7 separate regions of the Mus musculus genome follow, and regions 2, 3, 4, 5, 6 and 7 are each linked to region 1. A link is a contact called in public HiCAR-type and HiChIP or PLAC-seq data. All regions are on one chromosome and are shown on one strand. The core of a region is the stretch at or near the end of the contact, and the rest is flanking DNA. Distances in the headings are between cores, read along the strand shown. Region 1 holds the start of Gorasp2 (golgi reassembly stacking protein 2). Region 2 holds the start of Ppig (peptidyl-prolyl isomerase G (cyclophilin G)). Region 3 has its middle 4.1 kb from the start of Gm36857. Region 4 holds the start of Dlx2 (distal-less homeobox 2). Region 5 holds the start of Dlx1 (distal-less homeobox 1). Region 6 holds the start of Klhl23 (kelch-like 23). Region 7 holds the start of Metap1d (methionyl aminopeptidase type 1D (mitochondrial)).

Region 1 (3,573 bases), core at 735-3,234:
CAGAAGAGCAAATAGTGTTTTTACCACTAACAAGTGAACGGCCAGCAAACTGGTAGTTACCACAGAAAGTGAAATTACATCAGTTCAAACATGGGTGAGTTTATCTCAAAAGTTTCCTGCTATAGACACATTGGCTCACAAGATCGGGGTCTGTAGTGGGACGTACCACCATGCCTTAGGAAGCAACGGATAGGAGGGAGAGAACTCTTTTTTTCTCTCTGAAAACAGAGGTAAGGCAATGAGTGGCAAAATCAGGGAGAGAGAGGGTTAAAAACTTAAAAACATTTGCTTTCATGACATAATCACTAAAGCTCCCTTGGTTTATACCCTCTATACAATGATTTCATATTTTGTAACATTTGTGCTCCAGATGCAGACTGGTAACTGGGGCTGCCCCTACTATTTCTAAAGCTCAAGGAAGAGAGTAATAACACACCTGTACTAACTATGTGTGCACTCAGAAATCCTCCGAAGCACACCTATGAAGACGACATACTTCAACTGTCTTCCATAGGAATGAGCTCATTAAACTGAAGTTCTGTTGACATGAAGATCCATCTAAGACCCTAAAGACTATTTTTTTTTCCTACTCATTAACACTAATGTGTCTTACTAGGTTTCCCTGGGTGTTTATTATAATAAAAATACTGCAGCTCCCTAAGGGTTCATGGCCACACTCAGAATCTGCAAGTAACAGGATAATACACCTCACATGAGTCAACTCAGAATCAGACCAGATGAAAAAGCATCGCCATTAATTTTCCTACGAACCCGGGATGAAGCAGTTCTTTCTCCTGTGTTTCCTATTAGTGTGGGATTTAGGAGTTTGGTTAGCTGAAGGAAATAGGAAAGTAATATGGCATATGAAGAAACACCCTGGAAAAACAAGGGCTTCAAAAGTCTCTTTTGAGTGGAATGGAGAGACAACCACAATCCCGACAACCAGGTGACCAATCACAGTCCTATCGTTCAGGTATCTGGGCTATTTTAAAACGTTATCTCATTCAGAACATGCGACCCAGGGCAGAAAATGAAGGTAAGCAAGCACACTCTCAGAGAAGATTGTCCCTAAATGGCGATGCAGACTGAGGCCACTCTGTTCACAGCCCATGTTAGCACTCACACAGGTGTCACCACATTCCTGGTTCCACGAGGAAAGGACCGTTCACAGGCGGATGTGTCTTTGACCCCTGGTGTCTGGCGCTGCGTTTCCTCATCAAGCCTGGCTATTTTGGAAACTCTCCTCCGCGGACCTAAACCTCAATCTCCCCGACTATTTCATCTTAGAAAGAAGAACGGAAGTTCCTCTCCTCCAGGAAATGTTGGAGAGATCTGGAAGGGTCAGGAGCGACCCGGAACGGAAAAGTCCTATCAAAAATCAACTAAATTTAAGTCTGTCAAATCTAGCCCGAGGCCGTTCGTGCTCCTTTCCCTGTCCAGGTGGCCCTTGCAAGCATCCAGGGGTAGCCGAGATGAACCGACACCGGTCGTGACATCTCCGCTTAGCCTGTGGCTCCGTCACCCTCCCCGAGAACACAGGTACGGGTTCCGGCTCCTTCTGGAGGCGGCGCCCCTTGCTCTTCCTAACTCTGAAGCTCAGGCCAGTGCGCGGCGAGGCCGTGCGGAGGGCCAGGAGCCAGGGTGGTGGGTCCCGGGCCACGTCGCCGGCAGCCGCGCCCAGGGTGCTCCGCGGACTCGGGCCTGGCCGCCCCGGCGTCCCCCCGGGCCTTACCCGCAAAACGTGGTAGCCCTCGGTGCCGCCGCCCGGGATCTCGACGCTCTGCGAGGAGCCCATGGCGGCGGGCGATCCGTACGACCCGGCCGGCTCAGCGCTGCTCCGCCTCGCGCACCGCCCGCTTGGCGACTCCGCGTAGCTCTTGGGACGTGGCACTTGCAGCAGCCCGAGCCGGGCCGCACAGCCCGCCGGGAGATCGTCGCCCGGCAGCCACGGCCGCTGCCACGCCGCAGACAGCGCCCCCTGACGGGAGCCGGAGGGAACGATCGGAAGAGCGCAGCGGGCGGAGGCAGGGAGCGCGAGAAAGCGGAAAGACAGCCCGGAACGCGACGGCTCGCTACGGGGCCCCGGAGCAGACAAGACTTATCTCGGCGCGTTTCTACCTTCGCAGAAGGGTATTTGGTCGCAGCGCCTCCTGGTGACCAGAGGCCAGAGAGGAAGGGAGCAGATGCCGAGCACGCCTGGCGCTTGCTTTGTTTTAGGTCTTGTTTAATAAGATTGTATACCTGAGGATAGTTCACAGTGCCTTTCTGGGGTTGGAATATCAGGTATTCTCAGCTCACGTTTATAAAGAGCAGTGTTCCCTGAAATAAAAGCGGTTACTGTTTTGTTGTTTTTCTTCTCGTCCTGATAGAACACTACGGAGCTACGCAGGAGCGAGGGGCAGGGGTTGGATTTCCTTGGAATTTTGCCTGTTGCCCCACTGCACCCCTCTCAGTGTTCCCTGCCCCGTCTCCTCCCCATGCTATAGTTTGACTTTCAGTAATGGTGTCCCATCCAGGTGTTGACTGTCTTTGGTGTTTTGCAGTGTGAGCTATTATTAAGGGTTCTGAAGTATTCTAGTCCCAAATGGTTTTTCATAGTTAACCCAACACGCCACCAGTTAGATAGTCTAGTTTAAAGGATAGGTAGAGGAGCAAATGAGTGGTGCTCTAAAGAGCCAGGGGAATACAGTACGGGGACCTTTCTTCCCGACAGCTGACCAGTTCGCCATATGGAATCAGAATCATATGAAATTAAGAAGACTGGACTGAAAGAGATACCCATAGACAAAACTAAGAAATACCAGGAAGAGCTTGCATTGGGATCTGGAGTGAAGCCCAGAGGTTTCATAGTCCCTAGCCTGTGGAGGTGGAGGAACCTTGAAGGGATGGACCTTGTAGAAGGAAGTTGGAGTCTGTCCTTAAAGTAGGGAGTAGAACCCTGCCGCTTACTTTCTCTCTTTGCCTCACAGCTGCCCCGAGATGAACAGCTTTGCCAAAATAATGGAGCCAACAGCTATGGACTGAAACTACAAGCCAAACAAATCTTTCTTTCTCCTTTAAGTCGTTTTTTTGTCATTGACAAAAAGCTAACAGAAGGCCAATCTGAAAAAATTCCTAGGGCTGAAGAGGAAGGAGGCTTACGGGTTAAAAGTGTTGGCTGCTCAGTCATGTCAATGGGAATTCAGATCCCAGCACCGACAATAGACTGTCTATAATGCTTATAGCTTCAGCTCGAAGGGATCTAGCACCCTCTTCCAGCCTCAGTGTAGACACACACACACACACACACACACACACACACACACACAGAGAGAGAGAGAGAGAGAGAGAGAGAGAGAGAGAGAGAGAGAGAGCTGGGATCTTGCTGTGTTCTCCTGACTAGTCTTAAATCCCTGATTCCCAGTGACTCTCCTGCCTCAGCCTTCTGAGTAGCTGAGATATGCCACTGTGCCTGGCTTGTAAATGGCATTTTTGGTGCAATTGGAGAAACTTGAATATGGTTGCTAGAATATTAGATTTAGGAGAAGACTATTTCTTTTAATGAAAAGGAAGATAATTACTGAGGTAGGGAGC
Region 2 (3,573 bases), core at 480-2,979, 940 kb after region 1:
TGTTTTTGATATACACAAACTACTGGTATGCAAAAAATGAGCTGGTAGAAAAACACCACCTAACAGGTATTCTGAAAACTTAGGAGTTAGTTTGTGGTCCAGTGATCTAGCACTTGCCCTCAGTTGTGAAGTCTTGAATCTATGCACACAAACAAATGTGGAGACCAATGGTTAGGAATACAGCTCAGTGGTGCTTGCCCTAAAAATGCCAAAGACCTCAAACAAAGCAAAAAATGCGCCTTGTCAGTAAAAGTCAAAGGTCCAATTATAGCAGTCTTCTCTGAATATTTGAAGTACTGCCTGCACATCTCAAGGTCCAAATTTTGGCCTACAGAAATAAAAAATACAATTTTTGATATATATATATACACACACACACACACATACATACACACACACCAACCTACTTAGGGAGTGAGCAGAACAACCCAATCAATTTAATAAAGCTTAAAGAAACTGTTAAGCAACTAGCTTCTTTTAAACAGAGAGAAATGTAAACTATTACATGACTAATAACACTCCACATTATTAAAATTAAAGAGTGGGGTCCCTAAGGTGTTTTTGTTTGTCTCATCAAGTTGTTCAGGCTGGCCTTGATTGGTGACCCTTTCTCTTCAGCCCGGGATTATAGACATTGTGACACCAAATCAGGAGTTACACTTTTAGGTAAGTTAGAAGCAGCCTTTCTAAGTATCTGTGCAGTTCCTCTTATGGCTATCTTTTAAAACTTATAAAAAAGGTTTCCTCGAACTGTCCAGTATCTGTTACAAAATAGCAATTACTAGTCATCATATTCTTTATACAATGGGAATGACACTAACACAAATCTTATCCTTTCTGGATTTAGCTTCTGAAAGTTAATATGGACCTTCCAAATTTTCAAAACACTGTATTATTTCTTAAATGTTCTGGTGATCAAAAACAAACAAACAAAGAGAGTCTTTACTTAATCTTTACTTAGCGCAAGTAATGTATTCGTGCTAAGAAATCAAACTGAGTGCACAGGGTGGTGCTTCCATAAGGTTTTCCAAAACAATTAGACAACGGATGCCCGCTACGGTTGACTTTGTTCGACATCAAGAGGAAACACGGAAAAAATCAGTTCGTTTCTCCTAAAGGCGAACGGGGTTCAGAAACCATCTTCTCCTCAACAGAATCCTCCTCCCCCAAAGGCCCGGCCGCTTCCAGTCGCTCAGGAACATGAGAAAACTTCTAAGGCCCTGAGGTTAACATCTCGCATTTGAGTTTTAGGAGTGTCCCTAACACCAAGGGCCTGTGTCACTGAGGCATGCACGCCAGCCGCTGTCCTACGGGAGGAAAAGGTCGGGAGGACCGGAGCCCGCGGTCGATTTTATTCCCGGGGATCCTGGCTCTGCGCCCGTCCCTCCCTAACCCTAACCTGACAGGCCCTCGCGCTGCGCCTCCCCCTTCCCTAACCAGAGGTCCCACCTACCACGCCGCAGCGCTCCGTCTCCCGGTTCTGAAGCCTCCAAAACGAACCTAGCTCCCGGGAGCCGAGGCTGCCGTCGCTGCCGCCATATTACAGCTTGTGCGGCAAAATGCGTCAGGGAGGAGGTGTGCGCCCGAGCCGGGAGGGCGGGGGCTGGAGAGGAAGAGCCGCTTCCTTCGCCCCGGGGCTCGGCTGCAAGCCGCCGGGCCACCACGGGGCCCCAGGCCGCGCCGCGGTCCCCGGGGCCACCCCTCCGAGCCCGAGCAGCCCAGAGACCTCGACGGAAAGACGGTTACCTCGGCCCAGAGGCCCGCCGCGGCTCCGCCCCTCGCCCTGAGCCCTTCCCGCTCTCGTCCCCAAGGCCCGCAGAAGACGCCGCCGCGCCGACAGACGCTCTCGCATCCCTCACCTGCCCCGCCGCGGGCTTCTCGTCTCCCGGCCCGGTCCTGGAAAGCGCTTCAAATCTACCGCCGTCAGGAAAGGCGCTAAAGCCCACTAACCGCCTCCCTCCCCCACAGCCCAGGCCAGGCGTGGAGGGAAGGTGTCGCGCCGGAAGTACGTCAGGGATGGGTGCCGGCGACTCCCGGCGTTCCCGGGCTGACGTCAGCATCTTCTCCTTGAGCTTGTAGGGTCTCTTCTGCCTTTTAAAATACGTTCCCGACGGGTCGCTTGATGGTTTCTGAGAGTTGATTGGATCGGTGTGGATCCGTCAGAATGTCACAGCGCTCCCGAAATGATGCGCATCACTTTATAAACAGTGACATCCTCTGTCGAGGTATTTAGAGAGACGTTCTGCCTCCAAGGAACCTTCAGCAAACGCTCAAAAGCTAGTAACAAAGATGAGCTACTTTCGGGACGTGGTAGCGCATGCCTTTAATCCCAGTAGTCGGGGATTAACATTTTATTGAGACCGGGTCTTACTATATACCTTGGCTGCCTTGGAGCTCTCTACGTAGATCAGGCTGACATCAAACTCTTTAAGAGATTACCCTGCCTCTGCCTCTTATCCCAAATGCCTGGTCCTATTTTAATATGGTTGTATTTGTGCCTGTGTGTATATGCACTGTATATCTATAACTGCTTGCAGAGGTCAGAACAGGGTGTCAGATCCTCCCCGTCCCCAAACTGGAGTTAAAAGCATTACGAGACACTCAATATGGGTCTTCCTTCAAGAGCCACAAGTGCTCCTAATGGCTGAGCCATCTCGCCAGCCCTTGGCCATGTGATTTAATTTTCGAGGATGAAATTTGAGACAAAGTGGCATGCTGCTCTAGGCTTTAAGACATTGCCTCTTATTTTCTTCATTTGCCAATATATTCTAATCATCCACAAACAAGGAACTGGCAGGCATTAGAATAACATAATGGAAGGAATTTAGATCCCAGAATAACTACATGGAGCAGAAATGCCTCCTATCGGGCTCATTCACCTAAGATCTTAATTTGTGAGAGAAATCGATCTTTTAAAGCCAGAAACAAACAAAAAGGAATTCCATTGTAAAAATTAAATCTAGGATGCCACACAGTGGCGGTGGACATCTTTGATCCCAGCACTTAGGAGGCAGAGGTAGTCGGATCTCTAAGATTGAGGCTACAGAGACCTACACAGAATTTAGAAGATTGAAGTAAGGCAGAGTGTTGTACAGTTATTTCATCTGGACAGAAATGTTTCCTCCTGGAGGGAAATCAGGATGAAACTCCCAAAACTCACAAGCAAGTTTCAGGAACTCGGGCTGGAGACATAGCAAATTGGAGCTCTTGCTGTGCAACTGCGAGGCCCAGAATTCAGATCCGTACACCCACATAATAAGAGAGGCTTCGTGTGCAAACCTGTAATCCCAGCTCAAAAAAAGTGAATAGAGATAGGTCCCAAGACTCTCTGGCTTCCAGCCTAGCTGAGAACATCCCAGATTTGGGGAGAAAACTTGACTCAAAATGATTAGATAGAGAACAATAGACAAGGCCACACAGTGTCCTCTCTGACGGCAATGCACATGCATTTGAATACACATGTTCAAGCTCACATGCATGGACATAGACATATACAGAGAAATGAACAGATATATCTTTTAAAAATTGCAAACATTGCTAGGAAATGGTTGTGCACACTTCTAATCCCAGCAG
Region 3 (3,573 bases), core at 312-2,811, 930 kb before region 1:
CTCCGGAATAGATTTGTCCACAGCCATATAGTAGATCATTGTGCAGAACGAAGGCCCTCTATCTACAATGTCCAGGGAAACCCTCTGCAATATGGTACCAGTGCAAAAAAGGCAAGCTACAGAGCATACAGTCCGATCTTACATGTTTAATGAAAATATACATGCCTAATTGCAAGTACATGGAAGTCTCTGGAATGAGCTAAAAGACGCTGTCATGTCTAGGGATAGGAGTTTTATTTGTGCCTGATTTCCTTCTGTGCTACTTTTACAACTTCAAAGGCATTTAAAATTCTTCCAGTTTATGTGATGGTCAAGGCTAAGAAAAAATCATGATAACTATAGCATCTCTGTGCTAAGCAAATGAAATGAAAACCACCCCCAAGCTTAGCTCTCTCTAGGCTAACGCCTTTCTTTATTAGTAAGGAACTCCAGTCGGTCCTACTACAGTGTTACTTAAAAATAAGATTGTTATTCTGGCCCAGAATTGTTCCAGTCTAAAAGAACTGCAGGGACAACAACAGAGAAGAGACTGAGGGAAAGGCACTCGAGTAAATGGCCCAACTTGGGATCCATTTCAAGGGAAGGCCCCCAAGGCCTGATACTATTACTGATGCTATGGTGTGCTTACAGACAAGAAGCCTAGCATGGCTGCCCTCTCAGAAGTCCAAAAGGCAGCTGAGACAGATGCAGATACTTACACCCAACCAATGGACAGAAGACAAGGAACCCCTGTGGTTGAATTAGGGAAAAGCTGGAAGGTGAGAAGGGTGACCCCATAGGAAGACCAGCAGTCTCAACTGACCTGGCCCCCTGGGATCTCTCAGATACTGAGCCACCAATCAAGCAGCAAACACCAGCTGGTCGGAGGTCCTGACACATATACAGCAGAGAGCTGCCTGGTCTGGCCTCAGTGGGAGAAGACGCTCCTAACCCTCAAGAGACTTGAGGCCCCAGGGTGTGGAAAAGCCTGGCAGGGGACAGTTGGGGAGAGGGGGATATTCTCTTGGAGACTGGAGGGAGGAGGAATGGGGTGGGGCACTGAGGGTGGGGGGAACAGGGAAGAGTACCATGGCTGGACTATTTTAAAAAGTAATAAAAAATAAGGTTTTTTATTATTTTAAATTATGTTCATGTATTTATGTAGGTGTGTTCAGGTGCCCATAGAGGCCAAAGGTGGAATTCTAGAGTTCTGAGCTTCCTGGCATGGCTGGGATGCCTTTGAATGTGTTGTTGGGTGGAGAGTGGCTTCTGTCTCTAACCAGGTTCTTGTCCTTCTTCAAGGGTGGAGTGGACAGACAGTAAAGGGTACTAAGAGGAGATACTTTACTGAAAATGAGTAAGGCATCTTAAGTCAGATTGCCGCGGGAGCTTTAAATAAACCAAATTTGAATTCTCCGTAGCAGAAGGACGCCATTACGATGCTAAAATGTTACAGCTAAACTGTAAACAGTAAACTGGGGTCCTCTGAACAGCTGCCTCTCTGCCTCGCTCTATCATGCTCATTTTCTGTTCCGTGGACTTCACAGTGAACAAATAGTAATAAAGGTCAGACATGGTGACTCGTGCTCAAAGTCCCAGCACGGAAGAGATGGGCGTGAGAGGGTCGGGCACTCGGGCTCAGCCTCAGCTACATCTAAGTAAGTCAATCTGAAACACATGTCTCAAGAACAAAGATAAAACAAAACTAACGGTATGTATGTGTACAAATTAGATGCATGGAAGGAGACATACACAAGGCTAAATGCTGAACAAGTACAGCTAACCACTCTTAACACTCAGAAACCTAACAATCCCTCCGCTCATTGTCTGGAAACAGCAACCCTCCTCGGTATGGGATGGTTTCTATCAAAGTATCCACCTCCAGGCTGCCAAAGAGCAGGCCCTACCCTGCCTGACCCTCTGCAGATGGAAAGAGCTTCAGGCATCAAACTCAGGGAGGACAAGACTCTCTGATAGACAGGAAACTCAAGCCTAGAGGAAAGGGAGATACAGAGAAAAACAAAACCCCTATTGTCAAGCTTCTGACAGCCACAGGGGATATGGGGGGGAGTGGGGGGAGACGCGATGACAAAAAAAAAAAGCCACCAAAAAACAATCAACAACCAGAAATGATGCTGACTTTCTTTCTTTATTTTTTGTTTTGTTTGTTTGTTTGTTTTGTTTTGTTTTTCGAGACAGGGTTTCTCTGTGTAGCCCTGGCTGTCCTGGAACCCACTCTGTAGACCAGGCTGGCCTCGAACTCAGAAATCCACCTGCCTCTGCCTCCCGAGTGCTGGGATTAAAGGCGTGCGCCACCACCACCGGTTTGATGCTAACTTTCAACAGCTCTCCCCTAATTGGATGGATATGAGAGATTCAACCAATCAGGGCCCAGCTGGTCAATCTCAGCACCTCGCTGCTCACTTTCCCCACAAAGCTCCAAGGAGAAGGAAGACACCTTGTATTAGTTACTTCGGTGCTGCTGGGATAAAACATCATCACCAAAGCAACTTCTAGAGGAAAAAAACGTTTATTTGGGCTTTCGGTTCCAGAGGGATCGGAGTCCACAAATGTGGAGGCATGAGTGAAATGGAGGCGTAATAGTCTGAACAGGAAGGAAAAGCTCACATCTTCAAACCCAAGCAGGAAGCGGGGAAAGCTAACTAGAAACGACAGAGGATTTTAAACTCTCAAAAACTGCTTCCGTGCCACCTAAACCTTCTCAAAAAGCGCCACCAACTAGGGACCTGGAGTTCACACAGACTTCATTCAGACTACCCCACACAAGACTTTAGAGCTGTATCCCAGCTCTGGCTTGGAGGCTTTCAGAGAAAACTCCTAGACTCACAAGGGGAGGGAAGACAGGGGAGACCGCTGGCTGCTCTAAGGCCCTGCAAGTGCTATAAGCTTCTCAGAGCTGCACAGGGGCTCTAAAAGGAATGGCTCCTGATTGGCATAAGGAGGCCTTTGGGGTGGAGGGCAGTCCAGCTGTAACATTTTAGCATCGTAATGGAGATCCTGCTGCTACGGAGAATTCAAATTTGGTTTATTTAAAGCCCCCGTGGCAATCTGACTTAAGATGCCTTACTCATTTTCAGTAAAGTATCTCCTCTTAGTACCCTTTACTGTCTGTCCACTCCACCCTTGAAGAAGGACAAGAACCTGGTTAGAGACAGAAGCCACTCTCCACCCAACAACACATTCAAAGGCATCCCAGCCACGAGTATTAGTTGAGGGACAAACAATATTCTAAGTTGTACCAACCAGAAACTTCTCTAAAATTTGGCATCTAAGTCCTGAAAGGAAAATGTGTCTCTTTCTCCAGGCCTTTGAGCAGTGTAGACAAGGACATGACCCAGCCAGGCAGAGGTGAACAGAGTTGAGACACAGTGGATGGAGAATGGGGACAGAGTTGAGAACGTCATCTGAATTCCTGAACCCCACCAAGCTTAAAGCCGAAAGCACTCTCTTGGTCTTCCCGTTCGTATGATCGATAAATCTAATGTCTTTGTCCACTTCATATCACTATCACTAAGTCTCAAGGGCTGAGAAGCTTATGAGGAAAAGAGGTTCATTTATGTCACCGTTTTGAAA
Region 4 (3,573 bases), core at 794-3,293, 890 kb before region 1:
GTTTTATAAATCTCACCTGAGTTTACACTGTTTCTGGGGATTGAGAAAGAAATAGAATGCAGAAAACTTTCCACCACCAGTATGCCTTCAGGACAGGCTTGATTGGCAACAAAGGGGCAGAGAAAGCGCAATCAGATTTTTAATTCTGATTCTGATTTTTAATTTTAATTTTGATTGGTTTTTTTCCTTTTATTAGGGCAAAACAGCTACTCGTGTGGTGTCAGAGCACAGGGACTTGAAATCGAGTCGCTAAAAGGCAATCTGGATTAAAAACCTTGAGATACCGTTGATGCACATAAAAGGGGCAGGAAGCAGTTTAAAGTCAATACAGTAGGGAGGGTCTGGTCTGGTGCAGGCGAGTCCCACCAGGGAGCGTTTCTAATAAAACTCATTCTTCCCCATTCTCTAGGCCTTCCTTAGCCAAGTGGCTGAGAACTAAATCCAGGCAGACTGGAAGGCGCATTACCTGCCTCATTATTCCGCTGTGTGAATGCTGGAGTTTTAATTACACACTTGCTTTTTCTGGGGAAGACCAAAGATCGTATTTTTTAAAGTATCAACTTGTTTTCCATTAGGCAGTTGTTGTAACAAGTTCTTTCAGTGACATGTTATGTCTTTAGGAAGGGATGCTTCAGATGGCGCGCACTAGCACAATTTTGTGGCTTTTAATTACTATTTTGTTCTTTTGGGGGGTTTCAGAGGCTGGCGCCTGGGCGTGATTAGACTGTCTACCAGGCCTGTAACAACCTCCTACACTGTCCACCAGGTGGCGCCACAAAGCAGGCGCTACCGCAATCTTCAAACTTGAGAGTCCATCACTGCGCTGAGTCCATCCATCACCCTTCTTTTGAAAATCCCAACCACCAGAGAGGGGAACTCATCACTTGGAAAAGAAAGAAAGAAAGAAAGAAAGAAAGAAAGAAAGAAAGAAAGAAAGAAAGAAAGAAAGAAAGAAAGAAAGAAAGAAAGAAAGAAAGAAAGAGAGAGAGAGAGAGAGAGAGAGGAAGGAAGGAAGGAAGAAAGAAAGAAAGAAAGAAAGAAAGAAAGAAAGAAAGAAAGAAAGAAAGAAAGAAAGAAAGAAAGAAGAAAAATAAAAATAAAGAAAGAAACCTAGAGAAAGAAATTACAACAGTGGAGTAAGATCCTAGAACACGAAAATGTAAAATAAAGTAGACAAAATAAAACTTCTTATATTTATTGTTTATATCAAGAAAACGTGTGATAATGAATCTTGATAAATCTCTAATATTACTTCAGTATCTCTTTTTTTTTTTCATTCCCCTTTTCATAAAAACACCAATGCAAACGACTTTGAAGGCTGTCTAGTCTGGCCTACCTTTCCCAAGGAGGGAACCTCAGAATCAGTTTCCAGCTAGTGGCTCAGATGTGCGTCATTACTAGAGACCTTTATGTGTATGAGGAAAAGTGATTTCAAATACATTACTAGTAATAATACCTTTGGGCTTATAGAGCTCTTCTCTCAAGCAAAAAGGAAAAACGTTAAACATTATCCAATTAATTGTCGTAATATCTCTGTGGGTAGTTTGGGAAGCATAGGTTATTATACGCGGTTTATGGATAATTTAAATCAATTGCCCGTCAGGTGCAAAGTGGCTGACAAGAGTAGTGCGAGCCAGGCACCTCGAGGAAAAGTATCTGGAGAAAAAGGAGACAGAGCTGGCTCGGCCCTCTTCCTGGCTTTATTTGATTAAGGCGAAGTTGGACAAGAGATGTAAATCGTTAGACTTGGCTCTTGAAAGCAGAGTAAGGTGGGAGACCCCATTTCTTTCCCGGAGCCTTATGTCCTGTTGCGGGCCATCCCGCACCCTATCCAGCTCCAGATCGGGTACCCACTTTCTGCAGTGCTTGTACACGCACCCACCGCGGCCGCCTTGCCCGCCACGTGACACGCGGGTCCCGGGGCCGCCCGGTCGCGGACTCCCGGCGCCCCGCGGCTCATTCCTTCTGATTGGCTGTTGCTAGGTGACGTTGCCCGCGGTCACGTGATAAGTGTTAAATGCCCACCCTGCAGGAGCCTGCCCGGCAGACAATCGTAAAGCTGCTCGGGGGTCGCTCACCTGCTCCCGCCTCCTGGAGCCCCTACCGGGTCTGACCGCTCTTGCCCCCTCCATTGCCCGCCCCCCGCCCGAGCCGGGCCAGGAGCCGAGAGGTCCGAGAGGCCCGGGAAGGATGCGGCCAGCAGCTGCGGTCCCGAGCCACGCACGGTGATCGCCTCCTCCAGGGGAGGAGGCGCCTAGACCGTAGCCTCATTTCTTGTTTTCCTCTCCCTCCCCCTCCCCGTAATTACATTGGTTGCTGGAAGGGACCCGGAGAGATAGACAGAGGAGGCGCCTCGCATCCCCCTCTCGCCCGCCACCCGTGCTCTTTCCTGTCCCGGGTCAGGATGACTGGAGTCTTTGACAGTCTGGTGGCTGATATGCACTCGACCCAGATCACCGCCTCCAGCACGTACCACCAGCACCAGCAGCCCCCGAGCGGTGCGGGCGCCGGCCCTGGCGGCAACAGCAACAGCAGCAGCAGCAACAGCAGCCTGCACAAGCCCCAGGAGTCGCCAACCCTCCCGGTGTCCACGGCTACGGACAGCAGCTACTACACCAACCAGCAGCACCCGGCGGGCGGCGGCGGCGGGGGGGCCTCGCCCTACGCGCACATGGGCTCCTACCAGTACCACGCCAGCGGCCTCAACAATGTCTCCTACTCCGCCAAAAGCAGCTACGACCTGGGCTACACCGCCGCGTACACCTCCTACGCGCCCTACGGCACCAGTTCGTCTCCGGTCAACAACGAGCCGGGTAAGCATCGCAAGCATCTAGGGTGCCCAAGTCACGGGGAGGGACCGGGTAAGCATGGGGTGGGGGGCAGTCCGGAGCTCTAGCCTTGCACTCTGTGCATCTCTTGCTCCCGCCCTGAACTCTGCCCAATCTCCAACTGCACGCGAATCGCAGTTTCTGCCTCTCCACGCTCCGGGGGACAGAGTCGGTGGGCGGTTGGGCCAGTTGGCATGCTGTGGGTAGCGCATAGCTTTGCTGCCCGCCTCTTCTTTCTCTCTTGCACAGCTCCCCCGGGTCCCTTGCAGGGTTCCGTGGCCAGGCCAGTCGGCGCGTGCTGAAGTTGGGAAGGCCTCCTCAAGTCTCTAAAGGCCTCCGCTCCGAACTTTAGGACCGCGGGGTTGGACGGTGGGTGCTCACCACTCACTTTTCGTTGCAGACAAGGAAGACCTTGAGCCTGAAATCCGAATAGTGAACGGGAAGCCAAAGAAAGTCCGGAAACCACGCACCATCTACTCCAGTTTCCAGCTGGCGGCCCTTCAACGACGCTTCCAGAAGACCCAGTATCTGGCCCTGCCAGAGCGAGCCGAGCTGGCGGCGTCCCTGGGCCTCACCCAAACTCAGGTGAGCAAGGTGGGAGATGGCCTGCTTTCTCTAGGAAGCGGGCACGTCCGGAACAACTTTTCAAAAGTATATTTTCACCTGTGCTTTTTTATTCCGGGCAAAGTAAACTTCTAGGCCCAATGCTTAAAACAAACAAACAAACAAAATAAGAAATTTTTTT
Region 5 (3,573 bases), core at 764-3,263, 870 kb before region 1:
GTGACCTCAGAACCTCCAAACAAAACGTCTGGGGAAATCCTTCCAGTTCCCTGCCTGGTCAGAAGACCAGGTAGCCTGCAGGTCAGAGAGTAGGGTCCGAGCTAGGGCAAACAGTTTGAGGGAGGAAGAGGAGACGCTGAAAGTCAGAGGTGGATACACACACACACACACACACACACACACACACACGGGTTGGGGGGCGGACTGTGACACCTAGAACCAGAGGCCCAGCGAACAAAAAATGTGAAGCCTGGGGCTGGAGCCCAGCTCCCGAGGCTTGTTTGGCAGAGCGGCCAGGTACCTGCGTCTGTGTGAGTCCCAAGGAGGCCGCCAGCTCCGCCCTCTCAGGCAGAGCTAAGTACTGAGTTTGTTGGAACCTCCGGTTCAAAGCCTGCAACTGCAAACTGGAATAAATTGTCCTGGGTTTACGGATCTTTTTCCCTTTGCCGTTAAAGCGCACCTCGCCGCCTTCCACCACCGTACTCTTCTCGGAGTCCGCCCCTGGAGGGACAACAGAAGCAGAGACCCTTGTTAATGCTGCACTGCCTTTAGTGAGGAGGGACGAGAATGAATGTCTATGGATGGGTTGGCAGAAGTAGGGTCCGGAAAAGAACGTTCAAGAAACCCTGAAAGACTGCGAAGGTCCCTCAAGGTCCGAGCGCACGTCCCTGGCTGCTGCAGACAGAATTGGGTCGTTCCCAAGAGCGCAGCTATTGCCTTTGCAGAGAAAGTTTGCTATTTTTTGCAGGCGGTAGTTGAGGTTTAATTACCCTTAATTGCATACATTGTTTATAGCGCTACGCAATAAATAATTACCGAGACTAATACGTGCACATGTGGGTTTCTGTTTTCCAGCAGGGCATTGTGTGCTCGGCGCACCGAGCGGCCCAGAGGCCCAGCCAGTGCCAGGAGACGCGCTCGGATTTATCCTTTGCTGGACAGTTGTAAATTGAATTGACTTATAATTTTTTTCTTTTCAGTGACAAGGATCCACAGATTGATATCCGAAACCTCTACTACTTCCGCGCTTTCCCCACCCCCACCCACCTCTCTACCCCACACTCTCTTGTCTTTTCTCTTTCCCCCTCCCCTTCTCCCCCTCTCTCCTATTCTCCTTCCCTTCTCTCCTTGTCCCTGGCAAGCGCACGTACCTGGGTCCTCCAGGCGGCTCTGGGCGAGGCTGGCGCTGCCGGGGTAGGACTGCACGGAACTGATGTAGGGGCTGGACGCGTGGCTGCTGACCGAGTTGACGTAGGGGTAGCCCAGCGGTCGGGAGAAGGATGAGGCCGAACTGTAGGCACCGTCGGGCTGCGAATGGCCCGCCGAGTGTAAACAGTGCATGGAGTAGTGCCCGTGGGACATGGGAGAAGGAGACATTTGCTGGTTGGGCGGCCCAAACTCCATAAACACAGCCTTGCCCGACACGGGGCTGTTGAGACTTTCTGGCATGGTGGTCATGGTCATCTCTTCTCGCGGGGTCTGGGTGTGGGTCTTTCTCTCCTCTGCTTCCCTTTTGGGGGTCTCTATGTTTCTCAGGACAGGAAGGAACCCAATTTAAGCGGAACAGGGGTTTTCACTTTCCATTCATAAGAAAATGGAGTTTGTCTCTTTGAAAAGTCTAAGCATGATGCTGCCGAGCTCCCCAAACTCGGTTCAAAGCTTTGACTCAGCCAAGGTCATAAATATTCATGAGCTGGTGGAGCTGATTGGTCGGCTCTCTTGCATAATCACCGGGGATTGGTCCGAGAAGCTCGGGCTCGGCTGGACTAGAGCGGGCGACGCGGCCCGGCCTGGGGAGAATCCGGTCCACACGTCCCGGCCGGGGCTCCTCTGCAACAGAGCGCGCGGAGCGGGACGCACAATGGGCTGCGGCGTCCGCGCAGGAACCTCGAAGGCGCGCGACTCCAGCCTCCCGCCTCCCTCGCGCGCTTCCCGCCCCAGAAACCAACCAGCCGCGCCCTGCCGTCGCCCTCCCCCTTGCTGTCCCCACCCTTCGCCCGCCCCCAACGCCTGGGACCCCGGACCACTTCTTCTTGAGGTCACCTAGTCCGGTGCGGAGCGCCGCTCCAGAGTCCGGCCGCGGTCTCTGGATCGCGGAGTCGCGCACTGGGCGACAACCCAGGTAGCCTGCAGCCAGCGGTCCTTCTGAGCGTCTTGTGCCTAGCTCAGCGCGCTCCAGGCCGCGCCTCCCAGGTTGGGGTTCTCTCGGCCACATCCCGGGGATCTGGGTTTGGGGGCCCTCTGGCCCAACTCACTCACTCGGCCGCCGCCCCGCCGTTGCCACCGTTCCCAGGGGCTTGCTCGCATCTCTCCAGGCCCAGCTGGCCACTCCAGCTCGAGGCTGCACGGGTCTGATCAAAGCAGTGCGCGTGGAGAGCCAGGAACCCACGCTTCTCCACCCAGGAAAGGCGGCCGCACCGCCTCCCCCCTCCTTTCCCTCCCAACCTTCCTGCCTCCCCCTCCCCTCTCCACTCCCCCTGAGCCACGAGCCCCGGGCTCACTCGCCCCGAGGGCGCGGCTCAGCGTGGAGTCCTGAGGGCCCGCAGTCGCCTGGTGGCTGGTGCATCGAACTCCTGCCAGGTGGTCATTTTCCGACCTCCTGGGGTCTGGCCAGAGTACTTGGGGTTTGGGAGTCCTAGGGAGACACCGACACCCTCAGCAAATCCTGATCAGTGGTAGGCTTGAATATTTGTGTTTAGATATGCCCCTCTCTGTCGCCCGATCTCTTCCTCACCTCCAGTGGCCAAAGCTGGAGCCTCCGGGCCCGGGGGTGAGGTGGGGAAGCTGGTGAAGGAAAGAGCTGCCAAAGCGCGCTGTCTACCATCTGGGTGCAAGTGTTGAAAAGTGCACAAAAGATTCTCTCGCACTCCACCCCCCCACTACTACCACACACCACCTCGCGTGGCGCAAACTACGCTGGTTGCTAGGGACTGTTGGTTCCCAATCCCGCCAGCCCCACGATGAATCCCAAATTACTTTGTTAGGTAATTAGAAAGTGTTGATAATTATTTCTTTCATAATTTAGCGGTGTGACGGGGACCGGGGGAAATGATCTTGTGAAAGTTCACACGTGCACACGTATTAGTTACTGATTCATTTGATTAAATGGTAGTCTCAAGTGCTCAGATCCGCAGCTGAAGGCGCCCCATTAGCATAACACTGATGTTTAATTTTCATACGCATAATTAGCCATATATTTAACACTAATAGCAACATGCAGCCTTTCAGCGTTAAACAGCCCGGGGATTTGATCTGGCCTGAGCTGAACCTGCGCCGCGGCACCTTCCCCTATCTGGAGTGCACAGTGATCACAGGGAGACCTCTGTAATCAAGCACATTTTGGCAGAGGGAACACCAATAAAAATGAACATTCAAAACAAATTACATCGGTGATGTCGTTACAGATATGAGTACAGGGGATTCATTCTCATTCTCTCTCTCTCTCTCTCTCTCTCTCTCTCTCTCTCTCTCTCTCTCTCTCTCTCTCTCTCTCTCTCCTTCAGCAGCAGCTCCTGCCTAAAGATTTCCTCTTCTGATTAAAGGCATGAGGCTGTGCGCAGAAACATTTCATGC
Region 6 (3,573 bases), core at 416-2,915, 840 kb after region 1:
TGCCCGACAGTTTTATTTTACTTTTAAATTTTTCTTTCATGTCAGCTGTGAACATTGCCTTAAAATAATTGCTGCAGGCAGCTAAAACAGCTCGGTGACAATGGAAGATTATGCCTGAAGGACACTGAAGGGTAATATCAGTAAATAGTCCATCCATGTAAAACGTTCTGAATGCATCCAGAAAATCCACTGGATGCGACGAATCCTTGAAATGAAAAATGTAATCTTCTTGTCCTTTTAGAGCCATGCTGCAAAAAATACAAACACGTTTTCAGCTTTGTGTATTAACTCTAATAATTAATGTTAAAAATTCCGATCACCAGACATGGATGGCATCAGGCATATTCCAAAACTAGACTAAAATCAGATGCCCAAACACCATATGCAAAATGCGCTGAACTATTTATACGATGGTCTATTTAAAATCAGATTAACTAAATGAGGATTTTTTTTTTCCAGTTATCCATTTGTTGAGAGATCCTAGCTTACTACCCCCAGCCACCCAGTATCTGCACTGTCCCAGTCTGGCAGTTCCTGAGAGTCCCCAGGCCAAGTGTCCGAGGGGGTCACCCCGCCGCAGCCCGGCCCCAATTCGCCGTTGTTGGTTCTCCCCCTCCCCCCTCGATTTCAATTCACACTGAGATGCCACCAAGATGGAGAGAATCTCAGAAAAGGGATCCCTGCGCTCTGCAGCTTGCTGACAGCACAAGAGCGGCCGGGCCCGAGCTAGCTTCTGCAGCCCGCGCTAGCGCCTGGGCCCGGCCGGCGTTCCCGCCGGGAGAGCGCCCCGCCCCGGGGCCCGGCGCGGGGGTTCGGCTCCCGGGCGTCGCGCGCCGCCGTTGGCCGATGCCCGCGGCCTCTGCCCGGCCGGGTGCGCAGGTGTGGACGGCCCCGCGGCACCCACGCGCCCGCCCTCGCCACTGGGCCCGCACCGCACGGCCATTGTCTGCGCCCCGGCGCGCGTGGGCTGGGGGTGGCGGGGCCTCGTCTCCCGCGCTGCCCGTTCGCCTCTCTGGCCGGCCCCGGGCCGCCGGGCTCCGACCTACCTCGCTGGCGGCGCGGAACGCAGACTCCGGACTAGCGGCCGGCGGGGGCGGGGGCGGGGGCGCCTCCCGACCCTCTGACCATCTTTGGTAGCGCGCGGCGGGGCGCGGCGGAGGCCGCCTGCTAGCGCAGCTCCAGCCCACGAGCCGCTCCGGCTTCGGTGGCCCGCGGCTTCCCGCCTCCGCCCGCAGCCCCCCGCAGCCCGGGCGCCGCAGCGTGGGCTCCCGCAGCAGGTGGGCCGCGTCCACGGTCAGCCCCGCTCCTCTCGCGCGCGCACGCCCATCGCACTGCCTGCTAGGAGAAAGCCGGAGTCCCCAGCCAACGCCGGAGGGGAGTGTGTACCCTTACCTTCTCTGTCCTCTTGCCGGCCCTGGCCCTTGGCGTGCGGGGAGAGAGAAAGTGCCGAGAGAAGAAGGCGAAACTACGGTCTTCTATTAGGGCTGCCTTCAAATGCCACAAGTAGCTGCTTTCCCATAAACTCCATGCTGCCTCCAGCAGAGCGCGCAGGAAGGAGCTTTGGGGCTGCTTAAGCACACTAGGAGTTAACCTGGAAGCTTCCAGGGAAAGTGGGGGTAGCCTAGGTCAAGGCTGAATCCAGGCACCTAAGATTCTCGAGTTACTGTTGTAGAACACAAGCAGCTAAAAGGGGCAAGCTCCAGCCTTCTGGTGATGTCCATTGTGCCACACCAGAAAGTCCACTTTCTTATTGCAACAAAAGCTAGTATCAAATGTTTTTAGCCGCAAGATTTTGAATAACTTCCGAGCACCTCATAAAGTCCGGGAAAAGGTAATTAGGTTTGAAAGATGGTCCATGGCTGTCAGGGAGCTTACTGGAAGGAGGTCGCGGCAAACCAGGACCGGAGAGCTAAGGTTGTTCTTAAAGTAGTGTTGAAAAGAAAAGAGTAAGTAGACAGATACGTAATGGCCATACCTTACATGATGGGAGAACGCTGAAACTCCTAAGCGCCGAAAGCCAAGCCACAACCTGTGTTGAAATTGCACCAGAACAACCAGGAAGCCAACTTGGGTTTCTACCCCCACTTCCTCTTCAGGACCAACCAGGGAAGTATAAATATGCCAAAAAACGATCACTCTGTTTGTAGCCCACCCCCGGCTTTCCCAGCCAATAGCCTCCAATCAGATATCTGGGGTAGCAGAGGTGGAGGCTACTACTCTCCCCTCCCCCTTGCTTTTTCCTCTTCTTTTTCTTCTATTTTTATCCACGCTTCTCATGTCCCTGCTTTGAGCCTCTGGGAAGGACGAGTGATGGTGATTGGCCTTCTTGCCAAGCAAGCTCTGAACAAGTAACATGCTTGTTCTTCTTTGAGTGGGTTTAATTTAATTCCACATCTTAGTGTTGATCCCGGGGGAGTGTTGTGTAGAACTTCACAACCCTCACCCCAGATTTCAGAAATCTTCATTCTGTCCAAGAGCACCAAGTGATTCTTAGAAAACAACCTAAAACAAACAAACAACCAACAAAAACAAAACAAACAAAAACATGATATGGTTTATATCTTAGAGTCTGGTCAACAATTTAATACCACAGCAAGAAAGCAAAAGAGTCTTCGATTGGGGGGCTAAAGTTTACTCTGCCACTTGCCACTTAACATACAGCCTAGAGCAAACTACTAGACACACACGCGTGCGCACACACACACACACACACACACACACAAGCACACACACACAGAAATAATTTTTAAAATGTATTGTGTGCATGTGTGTGTGATCGAAATCGCGCTTGCAACATGTGTGTCTGTAATGTGTGAAGAGCCTGCAGAGACCAGAAGAGCGATACCATTGGATCCCCTAGAACCAGAGTCACAATGACTGTAAGCTGCTATGTAAATTCTGGGGCCCAAATCCTGGTCCTTTGCAATTGCAACAAGTGCTCTGAGCCTCTGAACCACCTCTCCAACATACAGAAAGAAGTCGTAAGAAAATATATATTGTAGGCTCTATACTAACTTATAGAATCTCAAAAATATGATCAATATATGCATAATATATATGTATATGGGGTAGAAACATACGTATAACAGTATATGATCAATGACTCTTGATAGAGAGGTTCACTGTATTGTCATTTGTGCAGACTTTTTTCAGATTATTATAGGAACCAATTAGAACTTTTGCTTCCAAGCTGTTGGTGCTGTCACAATCCTCTAATCTTAGCAGAGTAGGCTGAGGCAGGAAGATCCCGAGTTTGAGACTGCCCCACTGAAAATGGTAAGGCCCTGTCGCAAAACAAAATATTTGCTTATAGTGATTCCTAGTTCTGCTTAAAAACATGTTTCCTGAGGCTAGGGATAAAGACCAATGGCTAAGGTGCTTACCTCACAAACATGAGGACATGAGTTGAGCTCCCACAATGCACATAAAAAGCAGGGTGACATGTGCTTGTAATCCCACACTCAGAATGCAGAAAAAAAAATGGATCCCCAGGGCTTACTGACAAGCCAGTCTGACCCAGTCCATCAGCTATAGCCCCAGGGAGAGACACTGGTTCAAAACCAGGATAGGCAG
Region 7 (3,573 bases), core at 552-3,051, 790 kb before region 1:
ACACCACTAATCTCAACACACGGTGGTAGAGGCGGAAGGACCAGGAGTTCAAGGCTACAGGAGATTCTGTCTTAAAACAAATAAATAGCTAAATAGAAATTCTAAAAATAAGTACAATATACAAGACAATGAGTAGGATTCTCAGTCTTTCTGTCTTTCTTTTCTTCCTTCTTTGTTCCTTCCTTCCTTCCTTTTTTTCTTTCTTTCTCCTCTTATGGAGCAGGGGAACCCCAAACCAAGGCTTATGGGTGCTAACCACTGAGCTATACTCCCTAGGCACAGTTTTCAGAGATACATAGGCAAAAGAATCTACAAATAAAGTGATATACCTAGGACATCCTTTAAAATAATACCATCGTGGGAGGCACTGTGGCTGGGGTGGAGAAGTGAGTGTCTCTACACACATGATTTGTGAGCAGACAATGTGTATGCAGAGTTTGCCGCTCTGTTGTGTGTTTGAAATTTCTCCTATGAAGAACATTTCAAAGGCTAAAAAAAGAAAATCTAATCTTCACATGAACAAGTTGTATTAAATGTACAAGATCATTCAAGTGATGAGAAGTTCTGGGTACACACAGAATGACCAGAGTCATCTTTGCCAAAAACCTCTAAGATATGTAGCACTATATTTTGAGTGCTTTGGAAAATATGGGCATTTCATAAAAACTGAATATTTTATTTCACAAAGCCGTGAATCGTGTATGTCATTCTCTGTATGTATTATATTAGATACACATATACACACAAATATAACTACACAAATATATGAGTATCTGATTTCACAAAGGGGGGGCTGTATTGAGCTAAACTGGGCTGGTGAGATGGTTCAGTGGGTAAAGCCTGAACCAAGCCTCATGGTCTGAAAAACAGATAATGGGAGAACTCCCACAAGTTCTCCTATGACCCTGTGACCTTTGTATGCACACCTTGGCACCTGTTTGAGCATACACCAGACAAACAAATATATGTAATTTTAATGTCCTACAACTTGCTTTTTCCAAATATTCCAAATAATATATTTTTGTGGACACCATTCCATGTCAACGTCAAACTTTTTTACACACCCTTAGATACACACAAATAAGTTGGTATCTGACTTCACAAAAGGGGATTGTATTAAGTTAAGCTGGACTGGTGAGATGGCTCGGAAGGTATATAATACGTGCTGAGTATTGCTCTGAAAATATTTACCTCCTAAAACCGTTCCTATGTGCCTGGCACTTAAATTGTATCTAAAGTCGTTGGTGTTCCTTTTTTTTTTTTTCGTCCTTCTTGAACCTATTTTTGAGTTCTTGCTAGCAAAGAATCCGAACCTAGTACTAATTCAACAACGATTCGCCGGAAACGCATCTGTTTGGAATGCCCCTGACATCGTTAGCTCTCCTAAGTCATCATGACTGTCATCACCTTTTACAAGTTTCTCAAAAAGGCATGCCAATCCAACAGCTCTAAACCGAGTGTTCCGGCGCATTTCACCGTCGTCGCTGGTAGATACGTCTGCAACACTAACCACACAAGTAAAGAGAGGGAAGAAAACTTCAGGTAACGACCCACAAATCTCAAGAACTAAGCACTCAAGCAACATGGTAAGAAGAGGACAAACGTGTGTCTGTTTCTGCAGCGTGCCAACGTGTATGGTATACGCGGGTCCGACTGAAAGTACGCACGTGCGTACCAAGCCCACGCGCGGACGTGTCTCTGGGCGCGTAGCCCTGGAGCGGTCGTATGCCGATCGCTTACCTCCACGGACGAGCAGGGGGACGCCGATGGGCGCCGCCATGTTGGCTCCGGTCACGTGGCCAAGAGAGCCTCGCAGCTCCGCCCACTGGAGTAGCCGCGCTCTCAAAGCCCAGAAGCGCTGAAGCAGTGGGAGGCGAGTGCGCGCGCGCGCGTGAGCTGGCTTGCAGGAGCCCGGGCTAGCGAGTGCCTCTGGTGTCGAGGCCAGCAGCTCCGTCTGCGGCCAGCTCGCTTCCACCAGGAGAGGCTGGCTCCGGCCGCAGTTCTCTCTCTGAGCTTCCAGACCCATCAGGGATGGAAGAAAGTCGTCATGTAAGTGTAGCCTCCAGTATTTATAGAATCACCATTTTGGTGCATGGATACGTGAAGTTGGGCGAGAGGAAAAAAAAAACAAACAAACAAACACAATTTAGTGTGCAACAAAGCACTTTCATCGCCTTTCATTCGGTTACAAATCATTTCCAGGCAACTAGTTGAAAAAGTTGGATCAGTTTGATCAGCTTCCCTTTGCAATGTTAGAATATTAATTACTCAGCAGAGACTCCAGAATAGAATAGTTGGGACACCTATGTGGCCCTGTGGGTATCTTCACAGGATTTCTCCTTCCCTGATGACACTTCCTGCTTGGCAGTATTAACTGCTGTTATCCCTAAATTAGATATTTAAAGAATGACGCATGTCAGCTTGCATAGCCCCTATGTCAAGGCAAGTGAGGCAGCCGCTGTACCTTCGATGATACTGTTGCCCGATTTCACCAGGTTCTGTGCCTCTTGCCCTTGTTTTGCGGTGGAGTCCAGACGCTCATGGACCAGGTGTTATCCATCTTGGTAGCTTCCTGTGCTCAACACAGACCATGATACCCCAAGATGTGTATGGTGAAAGAACCCAAACTGTAGTGTAGCAGTTTCTGGACTTTGAATGCAGTCGAGATCGATAAGGATTCCTTGTGAATATGTGGATGTCTTCTCATTGATTTTAAAGAATCCACATGCGGGCTGGAGAGATGGCTCGGCGGTTAAGAACACTTAGGACTCTTCCTGAGTTCAATTCCCAGCAACCACATGGTGGCTCACAACCATCTTTAATAGAACCTGATGCCCTCCTCTTGTGTGTCTGAAGATAGCTACACTGTACTACATATATAAAATAAAAAATAAAAGAGTCCACATGCTCAACTGGCACACCTTTAACCTCAGGAGGCAGAGTTCAACTCATCACAAACCTCAAATCGGAGAACACTTAATCCAAGGGTATTCTTTTTGTTTGAGAATATCATACACACATAGAATGTGTTTTTGTCTAATACACTCCCAGCACCACCACGCGCCCCCATCCTTCTCCTCCAACTCCTGCTCATCCCTTCCACCACATTTCCCTTTCAACTTCATGTGCTTTTATTTTAACACACTGAGTCCATCTACTGCCAGTATGCACATGAATGTAGGGCCATCTACTGGAGCACGGGGATCCTTTCAGGGGCAGAAACCCTGGAGAAAACTGACCACCCTCATCCCCTCAGTAGCTCTGTCAATTGTCAGCTATGAATGGGACTTTGTGTCCTTGTCCCAATCTATGTTGAGATCTCGGCTAGCTAGGTCTTGTGCGTGTAGTGACAGCCATTATGAATCCATGTGTGCCTTGGTCCTGTTTCATCCAGAAAACACTTCCACAGAGGTCACCCTGTACCTCTGGCCCTTAGAATCTTTTCATAGCTCCCCTCTTAGGAGATCATCCCCTGAACCTTGGAGTTAGGGAATGTGTGTGTGTGTGTGTGTGTGTGTGTGTGTGTGTATGTGTGTATGTGTGTGTGTGTGTGTGTGTGTGTGTATGTGTGTA

The links. HiCAR-type assays count read pairs that join an accessible place to other places. HiChIP or PLAC-seq counts read pairs in DNA pulled down with a chosen protein or histone mark.
Region 2: a HiCAR-type map of astrocytes shows a contact between it and region 1, with 3 times the contacts expected there. The contact joins the promoter of Ppig here to the promoter of Gorasp2 in region 1. A contact is called at or near these places in 3 of 39 promoter capture datasets (the C10 cell line, erythroid cells and liver), 5 of 484 Hi-C or Micro-C datasets (CD4 T cells, cardiomyocytes, erythroblasts and 2 more), 3 of 115 datasets of contacts at active chromatin or transcription factors (astrocytes, embryonic stem cells and pancreatic cancer cells) and 1 of 9 other capture datasets (adipose tissue).
Region 3: a FOXA1 HiChIP or PLAC-seq map of pancreatic cancer cells shows a contact between it and region 1. The contact joins the enhancer-like site here to the promoter of Gorasp2 in region 1. A contact is called at or near these places in 4 of 39 promoter capture datasets (3T3-L1-derived adipocytes, hippocampal neurons, neutrophils and 1 more) and 3 of 115 datasets of contacts at active chromatin or transcription factors (large pre-B cells, pancreatic cancer cells and pro-B cells).
Region 4: an H3K4me3 HiChIP or PLAC-seq map of embryonic forebrain shows a contact between it and region 1, with 5 times the contacts expected there. The contact joins the promoter of Dlx2 here to the promoter of Gorasp2 in region 1. A contact is called at or near these places in 3 of 39 promoter capture datasets (hippocampal neurons, pre-B cells and stem cell-derived epiblast-like cells), 8 of 115 datasets of contacts at active chromatin or transcription factors (embryonic forebrain, embryonic limb bud, epiblast stem cells and 5 more) and 2 of 9 other capture datasets (adipose tissue and liver).
Region 5: a contact with region 1 is called in an HNF4G HiChIP or PLAC-seq map of pancreatic cancer cells. The contact joins the promoter of Dlx1 here to the promoter of Gorasp2 in region 1. A contact is called at or near these places in 3 of 39 promoter capture datasets (the C10 cell line, pre-B cells and stem cell-derived epiblast-like cells), 1 of 115 datasets of contacts at active chromatin or transcription factors (pancreatic cancer cells) and 2 of 9 other capture datasets (adipose tissue and liver).
Region 6: a FOXA1 HiChIP or PLAC-seq map of pancreatic cancer cells shows a contact between it and region 1. The contact joins the promoter of Klhl23 here to the promoter of Gorasp2 in region 1. A contact is called at or near these places in 6 of 39 promoter capture datasets (the 3T3-L1 cell line, the HPC-7 cell line, embryonic stem cells and 3 more), 1 of 484 Hi-C or Micro-C datasets (embryonic stem cells) and 1 of 115 datasets of contacts at active chromatin or transcription factors (pancreatic cancer cells).
Region 7: an H3K4me3 HiChIP or PLAC-seq map of pro-B cells shows a contact between it and region 1, with 3 times the contacts expected there. The contact joins the promoter of Metap1d here to the promoter of Gorasp2 in region 1. A contact is called at or near these places in 2 of 39 promoter capture datasets (cranial neural crest and pre-B cells) and 4 of 115 datasets of contacts at active chromatin or transcription factors (extraembryonic endoderm stem cells, large pre-B cells, pro-B cells and 1 more).

What each region holds. Positions count from the first base shown.
Region 1 is chr2:70,659,920-70,663,492 of GRCm38.p6, reverse strand. It overlaps Gorasp2 (golgi reassembly stacking protein 2), which reads right to left and starts at 1,984. Exons shown (of 10, transcript NM_027352.4): 1 at 1,733-1,984. The coding sequence starts at 1,795.
Region 2 is chr2:69,721,244-69,724,816 of GRCm38.p6, reverse strand. It overlaps Ppig (peptidyl-prolyl isomerase G (cyclophilin G)), which reads right to left and starts at 1,729. Exons shown (of 14, transcript NM_001081086.1): 1 at 1,454-1,729.
Region 3 is chr2:71,585,474-71,589,046 of GRCm38.p6, reverse strand. No RefSeq gene overlaps it. Among named protein-coding and RNA genes, the nearest start is that of Gm36857, 4.1 kb to the left of the region's middle. Within about 2 kb of position 1,561, at least 1 of the 459 cell types and tissues checked has an H3K27ac peak or open chromatin away from gene starts, as enhancers often do. A contact at or near this core is called in pancreatic cancer cells, where this site is marked.
Region 4 is chr2:71,545,224-71,548,796 of GRCm38.p6, reverse strand. Dlx2 (distal-less homeobox 2) reads left to right here and starts at 2,043. Exons shown (of 3, transcript NM_010054.2): 1 at 2,043-2,813; 2 at 3,229-3,413. The coding sequence starts at 2,405.
Region 5 is chr2:71,527,885-71,531,457 of GRCm38.p6, reverse strand. It overlaps Dlx1 (distal-less homeobox 1), which reads right to left and starts at 2,013. Exons shown (of 3, transcript NM_010053.2): 1 at 1,152-2,013; 2 at 302-501. The coding sequence starts at 1,464. It also overlaps Dlx1as.
Region 6 is chr2:69,820,462-69,824,034 of GRCm38.p6, reverse strand. Klhl23 (kelch-like 23) reads right to left here and starts at 1,665. Exons shown (of 4, transcript NM_177784.4): 1 at 1,393-1,665; 2 at 1-248. The coding sequence starts at 247.
Region 7 is chr2:71,451,566-71,455,138 of GRCm38.p6, reverse strand. Metap1d (methionyl aminopeptidase type 1D (mitochondrial)) reads right to left here and starts at 1,801. Exons shown (of 10, transcript NM_025633.3): 1 at 1,741-1,801. The coding sequence starts at 1,780.